Linked DNA regions of Mus musculus: region 1 is linked to region 2. A link is a contact called in public promoter capture Hi-C data. All regions are on one chromosome and are shown on one strand. Each heading gives the region's core, a stretch centred on a gene start, on an enhancer-like site or on the middle of the called end of the contact. The rest is flanking DNA. Distances are from core to core; before and after follow the strand shown. Region 1 holds the start of Tbx19 (T-box 19). Region 2 has its middle 28 kb from the start of Gm26685.

Region 1 (3,259 bases), core at 370-2,869, 630 kb after region 2:
AAGAAACGTGTGAAATTAAATTTTCAAATATTCAAAGCCATAAATGTATAGTACACACATGGGAGTCTGTGTGGAAAGTAAAAGACTGTCACTTTTACACAAGGTTGGTAGCTTTGCTACTGTGATCGCAGTGTATAAAATGTGTGTGTTTACTGTATAACTTTGTCTTACAGTAGTTTATTGTCATGCAACAGCTCTCACGTTCATAATCCTCCCAGCTGTACAAGGGACAGCTCTCTTTCGTTGCTGTGTTTTATTCATAATTACAAAGCTAAGACACCAGAAATTGAAGGCTTTTTATCAACGACAAAAGTCAGCCTGAGGTTCAGCTAATTTCAACTTTTCTCTCTAAGCAAAATTTCTCTCAAGGTGTAAGAAAAAGAGTCTGGGCTCAACTAACACTACTGAAAATGTCCTTCGGGTACTTTGTGTCCATAGGTACCCAAAGATGTGTGAGCATGCAGTGGGAGTCTCTTTCAAAACATTTGCATCTCCTCTGCTAAGCTCAAGCTTTAAAGTTCCCTCAAAGGCGCCTAACAGGCTAAGCTTCACAGGATCTGAGAAATGCCAGCAGGGAGCGGTATGGACAATCCCCACTCTTTGCAGGGAGAATGAAAGAAGAAAACTTCTCTTTCCTAAAACTGGGCATTAGAGCTTCATTCCCTATTATACGCCAGCTTTCCTAACTATGTGAAACACACAATCGAAACTCATTCTCCCTCAACATGCACAAGGAAGCAGGCAGAGAGAGATAGGCCATGTGGCCCTTTCAATCCCAGTCTTCAACTAGTCAAAATCGTCTGACAGACAGGTGTGCTGTGCTTAAGAACAAACTATCCAGTTTCCAAATAAAGTCAACTTTCACATTATCTGAACAGGACTGAACACAGGTCTGCTCCAGGGGACACAGTCATTCAAAAATTAATACCAGTTTCTGACAGTTGAGTCCACTTCCCCAATGCATGGGGCATGCTCCCCTGCAAAATAATTCCCCATATAATACATGTAGGTAAGACAGGTGGCCTCCATCTTCCACTGCTCTGATTATCTCAAAGAAATTAAGTTGGCTGAGTGACGGCCAGCCGAGACTGTCTTTAAGATGTTCAGAGCCTGCTGCCTCTGAACGAAGAGTGGTAGCCTCTTTACTACCAAAGGTGTCTTACCTTCCTCGCCAAGCAAAGGCTAGCACAAGTGGGCTGCAGTCAAACTCACCTGCCGTTCTTGGTCACGATCATTTCATTAGTGACTTCCTTGAATCTCTGCCAGAGGGGAGCATCCTCCAGGATGATCTGAAGTTGCTTCTCTGTAGGGTCTCCCTTCTCCCTCCCTGCCTGGAGCTCACTTTCCACCACGTTAAGCAGGCGAGACACAGTGCCTTCGCCAGCCTTCTGTGTGGCCAGTTCACTCATGGCTGTAGACCCTTTCAAACTTTGCTGAGAGCCGTTCCCACTTTCTCTGCCTCCGGCTCCTTCCTTCCCTCACTTGCTGGCTTTTCGACCCCAGCTGGTCAGTGTCTGGGAGTAGAATAAGATGCCTTGGCTCTTGCTAAAGCTTCCAGTGTGACACCCCTGAAAGTCTCCAAATTATACCACCAACCTGTTAAGCTTCAGTTGGGGAGCAGGGAGGAGAGGGTGGGGGGAGGTGGAGAAGAAAAAGCGCTCTCTTAATTACTCACTGGATCAGGTGGGAGTCAGCCTGGCTTTCCCATTGGCCGCCCTGCCTACAGTAGACGTTTAAGAAGAGTACTCCATCCAAATTATCAGGCTTTTATCTTGTTGTACCTGAAGAGGTCTAATCGGTGTATTGAGGACCGTTTTCCCGTTAATTAAAATTATTCCAGGCCCGGACTGCAACAATCAGTCAAATCATGTCTGCGTATAAATTGTGGCATGTGGCACCTATAGAAAAGGAGGTGCTGGCAGGGGAGCCACAAACTTGCTGTCTGGGCAAGCTGTCCTGGCAGAGTAGTCAGCTGAACTCCCTCCACCCTGATCTAGCAACTTGAACAGACACAGAAGCCCTGCAGACAAGAGCAGTCTATGCTGAGGGTGAAGGGCTCTGTGCCAAGATACAAGACCTGAGAATAAAGGAAGTCTCTCTGCATGCTACACTCAAGAAACTGAAGTCAGGAGGAAAAGAACTACAGACCTCTTTCCCCTAGGGAGCTCCTCTGTCATCTCCCCACTGACTGTACCCACCCACATTCACACCCTTTTTACCTCTAAGGTCCTTTTCATTTTCAGCTTTGAACTTTGATCTTCCTCCCTCGAATCCAGACCCCTAGTCTCTCTTATCTCCAGTCCTAGTGAAAGGAAGGGGGAAAGTAATTTGTCCTGAACTATTCTAAGAAAAACTCTGCGCCTCCTGGGTGGGAATCAACGTTTTACATCATTGGACTGAGTGATGCTAATCGTTGGTCCAAAAAGGCTCCCAGTTCTCTTTTGGGACAGCCGTGGCCAACGCTGTCCTTCCGGATTGAGTCCCGCTATTCCCTGAGGATGTAATTAGTAGAAACGGTTACTTCTCCTAAAGACACAGCACAGGGTGGCTGGATGGGGAGGTAGAAACCATGAAGGAGACCATCAAAACAGCTGGAACACCCCAACCCTAGGAGAGCCTAGGGTGCTGGTTTATCTTGTTATAAAAGAAAACAAGAATGTCAGAGCAATGGGGAAATAAAAGCAGAAAACTTAGGGGGAGTCTGAATGTGGAGGATGCCAAACATGAACTGAGTACCTACTAAGCACTCCACAGAAGTGATAGAAGAGAAGCGATATCTTCGTAGAACGACCCATCTGACAGGGGAAAGAAGTGACATGAAGTAGTTTGGTTATCAGCCACGGTAAGAAAATAAAGATCATGCAAAAGGACGAAGTGGTGGAGGAAGCCATGCAAGGTGAGGCGGGGCTGGGGTGGGGAGGGTCCTGATTAGATGCTGTGCTGTAGAAAGGCGATTTGAGAAGGCATCTCAACAGTGACGGAAAGGACACAGAGAAAGTTGAGTATCCAGAAGAGGGGACCCAGTAGTCATGGCTAGGACCAGGCAGGGACCTGCTAGAGGGCAGAGTAGTAGGACTCACTGCTCAAGGGGGAAATGTGGGCAGCACTGAACTGGGTATGAGGGAACCAATGTCTAGCATGATGAATTAGTCCACTTACTGAGGCAAAGAAGCTGAGGGGGATGGGGACTCAAGCAGAGCCACACTTTATTTGGAAATTGATGTTGCAATTCTATACATATTTATAATTTTAAAACGTG
Region 2 (3,379 bases), core at 849-3,348:
AATGCTATCCCCAAAGCCCCTTATACTGAGAGTCCCCTATACCCTCCTCTCATCCTGCTCCCCAACCCTCCCACTTCTGCTTCCTGGCCCTGGCATTCCCTTGTACTGGGGCATATGATCTTCGCAATACCAAGGGCCTCTCCTCCCATTGATGGCTGACTAGGCCATCCTCTGCTACATATGCAACTAGAGACACAGCTTTGGGGGGTACTGGTTAGTTCATATTGTTGTTCCTCCTATAGAGTTGCAGACCCCTTTAGCTCCTTGGGTACTTTCTCTAGCTCCTTCATTAGGGGCCCTGTGTTCCATCCTATAGATGACTGTGAGCATCTGCTTCTGTATTTGCTAGGCACTGGCATAGCCTCACAAGAGACAGCTATATCAGGGTTCTGCCAGCAAAATCTTTCTGCCAAAAAATGTTTTTAAAAACCTTCCTTTGTCAATTTGACAAAAACTAGAGTCACTTGAGAAGAGGGAAGAGAATTGAGGAATTGCCTCCTCTGGGCATGTTTTTGTGGGGTATTTTCTTGAATTATGGTTGATATGGGAGGGCTAGCCCACTGTGGGTGATACCTCCCTCGAGTCTCAAGTAAGGTGAGCGAGCCATGGAAAGTAAGCCAGGAAGCAACACTCCTCTCCAGTCTACTTCAGTTCCTGCCTGGAGGCTCCTTCCCTGACTTGACTTCCCTCAATCATGGACTGTGACTCTTTAGTGGAAATAAACCCTCTCCACCCCGCCTTAGTTGATTTAGGTTGGTGTTTTATCACGCACCAGAAAAACAACCTAAAACAATGAAGGGTCTTTCCCGAGATCCACTTACAAAACTCTATCCTAATCTTAAAGTTCGGAAGACCCCCATGCCAAGCTGCTTCTTCAATAGGGATCCGTCTAGGCATTTCTTCATGATCTGGACCTGATTAATAATTTTGGGAGGAAGGCTGCACATGTGACTTTGGGTGCTCCCCAGTGTATACCCATCGGGGGCACAGTTGGCACCACACACGTTTCTCCATTTCACTTTCCCCCCTCCTTCCTGCTGTCAGTGAAGAAGCAGTTTGTGGGGCGACAGCTCGTGGCTTTCCACTGCCGCTAGTTCCTTGTATGCTGGACTGTGCCATTTGAAATTACCTATCCTTAAATATTTCAGTTATGAAATTTCATTTTCTGGGTCAGAGAGGTAGCTTAGTTGGTAGAGTGCCTGATATGCAAAAGGCCCTGAATTTGACATCTAGCATTTGAGAGAGAGAGAGAGAGAGAGAGGGAGAGAGAGAGAGAGAGAGAGAGAGAGAGATATGAACATACTGCCATGCTCCTGTAATCTAATCACTTGGGCAATGTAGGTAGGAGGATCAGAAGTAGCAAGTTGGAAGCCAGCCTATGCACCTCTCTCTCTCTCTCTCCTTCCTCCCCCTCCTCCCCCCTCCTGTCTATCTGTCTCTCAATTTGACAGCCCCAATATTTGCAATTGTTAGTTGTCTAAATATGTTGTCACTAGCAACCGCCCTCTTGTTTGCTTGACCATCTTCCTGAGTTCCCAACTTGAGTTTAATGATCTTGGAGCCCCGTGGTTCAGCCTTAGTGAACCTTTTTTTCTAAAGACAGTTCGCCTTTGAGTTTTTCAAACAGAGGGAAGGGTCCAGCCTTCGGTGATAGCTTTTGACTTAGAGCAAGAATAGGTTTAGCGGGCTGGAGAGATGGCTCAGTGGGTAAGAGAACTGACTGCTCTTCCGAAGGTCCTGAGTTCAAATCCCAGCAACCACATGGTGGCTCACAACCATCCGTGATGAGATCTGATGCCCTCTTCTGGTGTGTCTAAAGACAACTACAGTGTACTTACATATAATAAATAAATAAATTAAAAAAAAAAAGAATAGGTTTAGCACCCTCACCCCACTATTTTCTAAGATGCCCCAGAAAAGCTGGTAACATCTGATCTCTTTTGTTTGGCAATAGGGCTTCTAAAGATGTATGAAGTCAGTGGCTATGGTTAATTACAGGGTTTATGAGGCTGAGGAAGGAGTGTCATGAGGTCACAGTCACCCTGAAGACTCTGTGGGAAGACTCTTTCTCAAGAGAAAAGAAAAAGAAAGAGCTAGGGCGGGGTGCTGTAAGATGGCTCAGCAGGTGCAGGCACTTCCCACTAAGCCTGATGACTTTGTGTAGCCCTAGGCCCTGCATGGCAGGAGAGAAAAGATCCTCATTAGCTGTCCTCTGACACAAGTGCACCCACCTCAAACAAACAAATAAGTGTAGTTAAAAGAAAAAAAAAGCAAAAAGAGCAATAAAGATATTATTGCCTCATGAAATATCACAGGGACCCCAAAGCTGAGAAAGCAAAGCCAGTCACAAGGAAATTCGTGGTCTGGTTTTTAAAAGTCTCACCGAATAAATTATAAATGGATAACCCCAAGTGTTCACAAAGCTTTCAAAGGGATTGTATCAGCTTACACCAAAAGGCTCACAACCAGCACAAATGAAATGGGACATTTGGATTCCTCGATACATGTAATGAGCTGGCTGAAAAAATTACTCTGTGGCAGAGCCAAGTACTCTGTGGGCAGTGCCAAGAGGTTCAGAACGAGCAGCAGACCCAAGAGCCTTAGTGAACACCGGGCAGGCAGTTTGTGCCCCTCTGGGTTTCAGAAAGATGTCTGGACCTGTGACTGCTATGCACCTCATGCGTCCTTCCTTTATGAACAGGAGTGTCTGTCATAGTTATGTTGAACTATTATATCACTGGGGGTTGGGGGTGGAAGGTAGGAGGTGGGGATGGGGGTGAGGGTGTGTTCAGTAACTTTAGCTTACTCTTTATAGTGGAGGAATGGTACTCAAATTGCTATATTTGAAGTGCTTGGTTTAAACAATGGCCTAATGTCGTGATAGAGTGAGATTTGGTGGTCCTAGAGGCAAGTATTTATCAAGGAAGAGGGGTAAATTGTTGACTAAACAATGGTAGTTTCCAGATATAGCCCCAACAATACCTTTTGTTTTTGCAATGTGATCTTGACTCATTGAGGGGCGGAGACTATAACCCTTTCTTTGAAACTGAGCACATGTGGAACTAGAGCAGAAACAAAACTCTGTTGAAAACTAGGGTACCATCCTACCTAGCTCCCTTGAGATGCTTGTTCTTAATACTTAGGGCTTTCTCCTTGTGGAGAGGCAAGAGGAGAGGTGACATGAGAGTTCCATGGACTGCCATAGCCGAGGTCCTTCTAGCCAACAGTCCCTGCGGACTGCCACTTTGACTGATCCTTTATAAAATCCCATTTGCTTACCATCAGATAATCCCCAGGGATCAAGTCACTCCACCTGGTAGTTCATAGTTTAGTATAGAGACAAGCTGTCCATTTCTGAATTTATAATTCACACATGACT

The links. Promoter capture Hi-C pulls out the DNA fragments that hold promoters and counts their contacts.
Region 1: a contact with region 2 is called in a promoter capture Hi-C map of trophoblast stem cells, with 4 times the contacts expected there. The contact joins the promoter of Tbx19 here to the enhancer-like site in region 2. A contact is called at or near these places in 3 of 39 promoter capture datasets (cranial neural crest, frontonasal cranial neural crest and trophoblast stem cells), 1 of 115 datasets of contacts at active chromatin or transcription factors (differentiating embryonic stem cells) and 2 of 9 other capture datasets (embryonic stem cells and liver).

What each region holds. Positions count from the first base shown.
Region 1 is chr1:165,159,154-165,162,412 of GRCm38.p6, forward strand. Tbx19 (T-box 19) reads right to left here and starts at 1,620. Exons shown (of 8, transcript NM_032005.4): 1 at 1,213-1,620. The coding sequence starts at 1,409.
Region 2 is chr1:164,529,828-164,533,206 of GRCm38.p6, forward strand. No RefSeq gene overlaps it. Among named protein-coding and RNA genes, the nearest start is that of Gm26685, 28 kb to the left of the region's middle. Within about 2 kb of position 2,099, at least 11 of the 459 cell types and tissues checked have an H3K27ac peak or open chromatin away from gene starts, as enhancers often do. A contact at or near this core is called in trophoblast stem cells, where this site is marked.